Linked DNA regions of Mus musculus: all the other regions are linked to region 3. The links are chromatin contacts, called in public promoter capture Hi-C maps. All regions are on one chromosome and are shown on one strand. The core of a region is the stretch at or near the end of the contact, and the rest is flanking DNA. Distances in the headings are between cores, read along the strand shown.

The links. Promoter capture Hi-C pulls out the DNA fragments that hold promoters and counts their contacts.
Region 1: a contact with region 3 is called in a promoter capture Hi-C map of embryonic stem cells, with 2.1 times the contacts expected there. The contact joins the promoter of Anks6 here to the promoter of Stx17 in region 3. A contact is called at or near these places in 2 of 39 promoter capture datasets (embryonic stem cells and hippocampal neurons).
Region 2: a promoter capture Hi-C map of pre-B cells shows a contact between it and region 3, with 2.3 times the contacts expected there. The contact joins the promoter of Zfp189 here to the promoter of Stx17 in region 3. A contact is called at or near these places in 2 of 39 promoter capture datasets (pre-B cells and stem cell-derived epiblast-like cells).

What each region holds. Positions count from the first base shown.
Region 1 is chr4:47,055,954-47,058,653 of GRCm38.p6, reverse strand. Anks6 (ankyrin repeat and sterile alpha motif domain containing 6) reads left to right here and starts at 1,348. Exons shown (of 16, transcript NM_001356426.1): 1 at 1,348-1,705. The coding sequence starts at 1,374.
Region 2 is chr4:49,519,637-49,522,481 of GRCm38.p6, reverse strand. It overlaps Zfp189 (zinc finger protein 189), which reads right to left and starts at 1,306. Exons shown (of 3, transcript NM_145547.3): 1 at 887-1,306; 2 at 1-84. The coding sequence starts at 919. It overlaps Mrpl50 (mitochondrial ribosomal protein L50), which reads left to right and starts at 1,399. Exons shown (of 2, transcript NM_178603.4): 1 at 1,399-1,520. The coding sequence starts at 1,429.
Region 3 is chr4:48,123,540-48,126,289 of GRCm38.p6, reverse strand. It overlaps Stx17 (syntaxin 17), which reads right to left and starts at 1,371. Exons shown (of 8, transcript NM_026343.2): 1 at 1,332-1,371.

The DNA of each region.
Region 1 (2,700 bases), core at 99-2,598, 1.1 Mb after region 3:
TCCCAATGCTGTAATTAAAGGCATGCACCACCATAGCTGACATATTTATTTATTGTGTGTGTGCCTGTGCATGCCATACAACAAATGTGGAAGTCAGGGGACACTTTCAATAACTGTCCTCAGACCTAACAGTTACGCTGTTATCATGACACACTGTTGGGACATGTAACAGCCTTGCCTTGTATGTCTGGCTTCTTGCTGGGTTTGGGCGGGCACTACTAACCATCTAGGGAAACCAGTTGTCTCTTCCTATGGAAGTGTCCATGCTGTAAGGACACATATGCTGTGAACTGCGTCTTGCTTTCTGCTTAATTAGCTTCTTTTCCCCAAAATGTCCTCATGGCTTACTCTCTTCCTTAAGGTTTTTGCAAGTGTTATATTTTCAGTAATTCTCTTGTTGGCTCAATTATGAAACAATGCTCCACCTTCTACCCGATTTTGCTTGGATTCATGTTCCGTTTACTGTGTCAACAGCACTCAACTACCATTCAGCAGCCAAGTTTATTACCACAGCATATCTTTATAGCCTGTATGGGTGGGTCAGATCCTAGAAGGCAGAGATGCTATCTTGCAAACGTTCGCGGCACGAAGAGCTGTGCCTGGCACTAACAGGCATCCAATACATACTTGTTGAGTCCGGAAAGAGAGATGAACTTGATGTCAGAAGACCTGAGTCCTAGCCACAGCAGCGCCTGCAGATCTGTGCAGACTATAGCAACATACAACCTTCCCGGTCACTCGTCTACTGTAGATTGGAATAATCATCTGAAACTCTAGGGTGGCTACAAGGACTGCCCTGGGGACCAGTCGGTGGTTCCTACTGTTTGTGTGATATACAGGAGGGCTTGGGACCAGAACAGTTGCTGGTCCCACACTGAGTTTCCGACAGTGGGTCTGGGGTGTGGCTAGAAAAATCTCTATCTGTAACATGTAAGTTACTGCGGTAGTGGTGACCCCCCCCCCCCCCTGTCAAAAACAAGAGATAGATGGGCGGGTAGCTTGACACAGATGAAGAACTCAGCACTGCAGGGCTGCTCCGGCAAACGACGGGGCTGACCCATTCGTCCCGATTCAGCCTGCGACTGTTTAGGGAGCGCTAGTGAAATGCGGGCCGGTCTGGGGTCGGTAGAGATGCGAGATGAGTTCTAAGCTAGGCCCAGAGGTCGGATTCAGTAGGAACGAACAGGAAGACTGAAGAGTGACCGCACAGTCACAGGCCCACCCTCCAAGGCGGGAGGCGGGCCCTGCGCGCGCGTACCCATCAGGCGCGACCCCGGAGGCGCGCGCGCACCCAGGGGGCGGGCCTGCGGACGGCGGGCACGCGCGCGGCCCCGGGGTGGGAGCGGGCGGCGGCGCGGAGCGGGCGGTCAGCGATGGGCGAGGGCGCGCTGGCCCCCGGCCTGCAGCTGCTGCTCCGCGCCTGCGAGCAGGGTGACACCGACACGGCGCGGCGCCTGCTGGAGCCAGGCGCGGACCCGGTCGCGGGGCCCGAGGCGGGAGCGGAGCCGGCAGGGCCCGAGGCGGTCCGGGCAGCGGAGGCCGGGGCGCCGGTGCCGGTGGACTGTTCCGATGAGGCGGGCAACTCGGCGCTGCAGCTGGCGGCGGCCGGTGGCCACGAGCCACTCGTAAGGTTCCTGCTGCGCCGCGGAGCCTCGGTCAACAGCCGCAACCACTACGGCTGGAGCGCGCTCATGCAGGCGGCCAGGTGAGCGGGGACCGGGAAGGAGAGAGTCCGGGACTCGTGAGAGTGCGAATGGCAGACTTGGAGCTTTGCCTTTTGGTCATCTGTATGATGGAAATAAAAGGGCGGTTTCAGAAACACAAGATTAGGGATGTTAGAAACTTTGGCTTCTGAACAGTGTGGAGGCTGCGGAGTGCATCTTCTAGACGTTCATTCATTCCGTTTTGCATCAAGGGTCTCCTAAGAATCTGTCTACTCACCCTGGCTTTGGGGGTTGACCGAATAGATAACTGGGATCCAATTAAGTCCCTATTTTGGGGATATGAGTGGGGTGGGTGGGTAAATAAAGTAGCATTCTTGATCTGGAAGGTCTGACAGTAGTAGCTGACCCAGTTGGAGGAATAGAGGCGATTTTTAGTGGAAATGAGGTGTTAAGACTCGAGGATTTGTAAGAGTTATCCAGGACCGGAAAACGAGGAAGCGAGGGAGAACAAGCACACTGCAGACACATAGTGATGAAAGGTGGTCAGACAACTGGGAGGATGCTGCGACCCAGAGGGGGCTGGAGACAAGCCCACCATTGGAGGAAGAAAGTAGGTGCCAGATTGGGGCTGAACAGAAACCCACAATCTAAGGATGATCAGGAGTGTGGAAGGCACAGGGCACTGTGACCGGAACAGACTTTTGTTTCGGGTAAGTTACATTCAGCACCTGTGAGAATAGGCAGAGAGATGGGCCAGAGTCAGGAAGGCTGGCTAGGAAGACAGCAGCCAAGGAAGAGACAATTAGTGGCCTGGATAAACCTGAAGTTGATCCTCGTGGTTGTGTGACCCTGCGAAGGGGTTGGGAGAGGCAGCAAAATCCATCTCTAGATTTCTGACTCGTATAAATATACTGAGCTGTAAAAAAACAAGAAAAGAGACAATGCTTGTTTTGTTTTTAGATTTGTTTTTATTTTATGTGTATGAGCGCCTGTGTATATGTGCACCACATGTGTGCCTGGTGTCTGAGGGAAGCCA
Region 2 (2,845 bases), core at 57-2,556, 1.4 Mb before region 3:
CAGCGAGACCAGCTTTCCGTAGCTGTCCATCATGACATCTTTATACAGGCTTCTCGGAGCTGGATCCAGATAACCCCACTCCTCCTGAGTAAGAAACATAGCCATAGCCTCAAATGTCAGCCACTGCTGGAATTGTTTTCTCTCTGTAGTCAGTTCCAGTGGTCTCTCCACTGAAAGTGGGAGAAGTTATTGTCACTTTACCATGCTCCCATTCACTAGGAGGAACACGGTAAGTAAGAGTTCCAAAAGGTGCTCAATTCATGGCACCTCACACTGAAAAGGATCTGGACTGGTCTAGATCCACGCCTTCCAAACTGAAGGTCTTCTCTGCTTTCGTTATTACACACTAATACCACGACTGTTTTTAGTTAACAGCCTTAAGACCACCCCAACGTTCCCTGGCCTCACTGTTCGCCCCAAGCTTCTACCCACACCAGCTTGGGACCCAATTCGACGCAGTTCCATTAGGTTTTCTAAACACTCACCTTGAGTTCAGACATTGTGCTAGCTGCAGAGGACAGACGAGATTTAAAAAAAAAAAAGAAGAAAAGAAAGAAAAAAGTGCCTCACCTGAGAAACTCATAAATGAGATCTAACTTGGAGCAGTCTTAATTTTCCCCAGCCGATTTATCAAGTTACTCTTGAAAAAAAGAAAAAAAGAAAGAAAGGAAAAAAGAAAAAGGGGCCTTGGGGAGTTTGTAAGTGAACTAAAAGCACCTTGCAGCAAGGGGTATGTCCCGCAGCAAGGGGTACACAGGAGTTGACTGGGGTCCTTTCTTAAGAGTTGTAGAAATGGCCAGGAGGGGGACAGGGGAAGAGGTGATGGCGCGGCCTTGCTGTCTTGGGAGTGGCGAAATAACGGAGATCTCTTGAAAGGGCAACTCACCTTTGGCTCCAGCGGTGGGCTTGGGGACGCCATCGCCTCGTTCAGGAATAGCAGCCACACGACATTGGGGCTCTGATGAGGCCTAGATGGCTGTTGGAAATAAGGCTCGGCGAGAAGGGGCTCACCGGATGGGTCTGGTGTGGTCCTGCCTCTGTCTCGGAGCGGTCAAGTTCCTAGGGGCATATCAGACGTTCTGTCTGGCTGTCCTCCAACCCCAAACCCAGTCCTCTGTCCCGCTGCCTAGCCTTAGGGTCTCCCTGTAATATCTCCTCCTTGTTGCCAATTCCTCCGCCTCAAAGTCAAGCTGCACTACTACCGACCACCCCCGGACCAGAAGGCGTTACCCGGAGCCTTCGCGGAACCGCTCCAACTACAACTCCCAACATGCCCAGGGAGCGAGCCACCGCCTTCTTCCGTAAATGGCAAGCGAACTACATTTCCCGGAATGCATAGGTCTGGGCAACGTCAGGGGCCGCTGAAGTAAGCTCTCATCTGATTGGCTGAGTCGGGCACGTCTGGCGCTCTTGGGTTGCTTGTCGAGAATGGCGGCGCTGATCGTGTCTCGGTTAGCAAGAAGAGGCTGGCTGTGGAAGCTTCCCTTGGCAACACGTAGAGAATTTTGGTCTCGATCCAGGTAAATCTGAGTGTTTCTCAATGGTCTAAGTTCCACGTAAGTAATCAGAAGCGGAGGGGACGAGTTCAGAGGGTTAAGATGGGACCCTGGTCCTGAGCCTTCAGGAGTTAGCGTGGAGTAGGGATCCGAGCTAAAAGCTTACGTTTCTGCGATTGGCAGGACCGCTTCTAACGGCAACACGGTGCGCTTTCCCAGATTTCACTGATGCATACAACAAATAGTTTCTAAATGCCTTCCGTGTCTCTAAGTGTGTACCCAGCAGTACTCTCTTTCCCACGCTTTAGTTCCACACGGGAGGGAACTGAGGCCCACTGAAGAGAAGCACGCACATGGTGGATCCAGAAGCCCCGTGACTTAACTGCTTATCCACAGTTTTCCTCACTGCATCCTGTGGGATCTATGTATATTACTTAGATAATATTTAGGGCCTGAAAATTTAACCGCTGGGACCTCAGAGAACAACGAACGTATTAAGTTAGAAGTTTGAATCCTCACCCCATGTATTAACTCTAACCTTTCCCTGGTTAGTGTCAGATGTCCCAAGTTCATTTCTTTTTTTTTTCACTCAACAGATATTTTAGTGTTTACTATATGATAAATATTAAAGATAAAGTGGTTAATTAGACCAAATCTTTGTCCTCATAGGAGAAGGGGGGCAGTTGGTGATAAACTGTTCATTTTTCAGGTAACCGTTCTTTAAGGTGTAAATGGATGTAGTGATGTATATTCACATAGAGGAGAGATTTCAGCAGTCAGGCCAATCCCACCTTTTTACATCCCTTTTTGCGTTCTGTTTGTTTGTTTTGTTTATTGTCAATCATCATAGCTCTGTGTTAGAATTTTAAATCTTGAAGCATAATTTCTTCCATGTTTTTCTTGCTCATGATTGCTGCAGCTATTCGTAATTTAAGATTGCTCTTTATGTCTTTGGGAAAAGCCATTCGATTTTTTTGAGTTAAGTATTTAAGTAGTGCAGACATGGAACAGTCATTGAACATGGACTGTCTCTTCATTTATATGTGTGTTTTCTGTTTCTTTCATGGATGGTTTAGAGTTTTAGAGTATAGATCTTTAACCTGCTTGGTTATTTTTTCCTAAATATTTTTTTCCTGCTGTTATAAACAAACCAGATTTCTTGATCATTTGGGGGGGGGTGATTTATTATTTCTCTAGAGAAACCACTGATTTTATTGAGGATTTATTTTATTTATGTCCATATGTGTATGTATAAATATATGTGTGCTGATACTCTCGGAGGACAGAAGAGGGCGTCAGATCCCCTGAGTTTGGTGTTACAAGAGATTGTGAGCTAGCAGCCTGAGGTG
Region 3 (2,750 bases), core at 122-2,621:
AGCAGTAGGTCCCATCTGGAAGGTCCATGGAGGCATAAACTGAAAAGGGTACTTATACCTTGTGGTATTCTTAACAGAAATGCAACACAATCTAGTCCCAACTAACTATAGACAAACTCCTACTTGAAAGGCATTACCAACATTCCTGACTCTTCAAAGCACACAAAGTCATGATACTGCTACAGATTGGAAAAGGTAATGTCGCCAGGCCCATCAAGAGTAAGGCTGCTTACTAGATACCATTGTAGAATACAGAAGGGACTCTAATAAAAAGAATGGAATCCCAAGAGACCCAGTTAACCAGATAGTAATCTCTTGCTCTCTGTGACTGTATTAAGGATGGTATGTAAAATACTAACACAAGGGCGCTGTAGTGTTCTGTACTATGTGTACGAGTTTTCTTTCTCTCTTTTTTGTTTTTCTAAGACAGGGTTTCTCTGTGTAGGGCTGTCCTGGAATTCAGTCTGTAGACTAAGCTAGCCTTGAAGTCAAGAGATCCTCCTGCCTCTGCCTCCTAATGCTGGGATTAAAGGCATGGGCCACCAAGGCCTCCAGCAACTTCTGCAACTTTTCAATAATTGCAAATGACTCCAAATTTTTTTGTCTGGTGTTTGTGCATGTATAATAATTGCTGTTTCATGGATGAAAGAACGTGTAGAAGACAGGCCTGCAGTCATTTTCCAAGCACACACATTTGCAGTGAGAGGTGTCAAGTGCTTTTTATAAACTTAATCTCTTGGTACTTGCAACTAAGATGATATGGGTACCATGATACTAGGGTTCCACAAGAAGAAAAAGTACCCAAAGGTGAAGTAAATTACTCAAGAGTTATTTAAAAGCGAAAGAGCCCCTTTCCAGGAAAAAGGTCCCAAACTGCTGATAACACTATCTCCCAAGGAAATGCGTCCCCTTGGGCATGTGGGTGGTACAAGGAGAGTAAGTGCTGGCTCGGTCCCCGCAGCTGCGGCCTCTCCGCGTCCTGCTTGGGCACCGGTGTCGCGTCGTCCCTCACGGAGTCACCAGGACGCACCCAGGCCACACCAACGACCCCAGCGGCGCGGCTGGCCCGGCGACCCAGGGCCCGAAGCAGCTCTTCACAGCGACCCGGGAGGGCATAGCGCAGTGGGGCCTCGGCCTCCCCGCTCCCGCAGGGACAGCTACTCCAAAACTGAAAACAGAGAGGCTTGGCCACTTCTGGTCGCGGCCCCGGCGCTCACACTGACCCGAGGCCGGGCTTGGTGACCGGCGCCTCTCCCTTGCGTCCACAGCCCGGCCCGCGGTGACACATCGCAGCCCAGCGACCCCGTGGCGGCAGCCCGGCAGCCCCTTACCTCCCGCCTAGGCGCTCGAGGCCGTCGATACACACTGCGCAGACGCGAGAGGGGCGGGGCGTCTCCAGGGGCGGGATATGTGGCCCCGCCCCCTACCCGGCCAGTGGGCGTGGAGGTAATATAGTGTGCCAACCACTGGATGAACAATTCCAAGTGTTTTATGGGTCGTCTTGTGTACTGTATCTAAGACAATTTACACTTGGATAACCTTCTACATGTTACAGTTTTCCTGCACATTGTGTTCCTTGAATTTTGTTGGCGAGGACGGCCTTGTGCCCCTAGCTCTTTAGGTGTGTAAAAACTGAAGCTCGGAACCCAGTGCCATCCTTCCCCGCCCCGCCCCGCCCCGCCTCCCAGAGCCCCTGAGTGACTGGCTAGGAGTATCTGAATAGCCACAGGCACAAATGAAAGAAGGCATAAACTTTTTTGTCCAGAGCCTGCTGCAGTGCTTTGGGCGTCTGTCCTTATTAAAATGATACCTGGTCACTTTGAGGCTCAGCACAGATAGGAAGTGACTCACTCCAGTTCAGCCCGTTTGTGACAGCGCTGTACTCACAGCTGGTTTTCCTAATTTCTTCTCAAGTAGTTCCAGTTGGACCAGCTGCTGCTAGAACAAGCTTTGAAGTGTGTGCAGGTCATTGATTCTCCTCTCTGAATGTTCTGACCTCAAGACCTAGCCAACTAAAATATATATATGACTATTCAGGTCTTTGCTTGAAATGGATCTTCTGATGATGAAGTTTTCAACAGTCTTAAGAACATTTCCTGTTAGCTGTAAGGAAACTCAGTTCTTAGGATCTGCAGGTAGAAAGGAAGTAGAGGGGGAATTTTAGCCCACAGATTAGGGGCTTAAGAAAGTCTTGAAAGGCAATTTTTAAAATAAAGCTCATTATTAATTAAGCTATTTGAATTTTCTTTGGGGTATACTGGATGTTAGTGTTTATGGTACCCTTAGTTCATAGATTGAGGCATATCTATCAAATTTTCATCCCAAGGAGAAAAATAAAGGTATTAGGTAATGCCATAGGATGGATGGTAAAATGCCAAAGTCAGTTAAACAAGCAATAGGGAATCATTTAATTGGTAAAGTGCCTGCTTCACAATGAAGACCTGAGTTTGGACACCCAGCACCCACATACAAAACCAAGCTCTGTGGTATATGTTTATGATCCTAATACTATCTAAATAGACAAAAGGATCCATGAGCTTGCTGCCCAGCTGGTCTTGTTGAATTGGTAACCTCCAGGCTCACTGAGAGATGATGTGTGTTCTCTCTCTCTCTCTCTCTCTCTCTCTCTCTCTCTCACACACACACACACACACACACACACCGAATCCATTAAACAAGACCTTTTGAAGTAAAGATAACTAGTGTTAAGTTTTGAAAAAGTACAACAGGGAGCTGTGGCACTCTGGAAT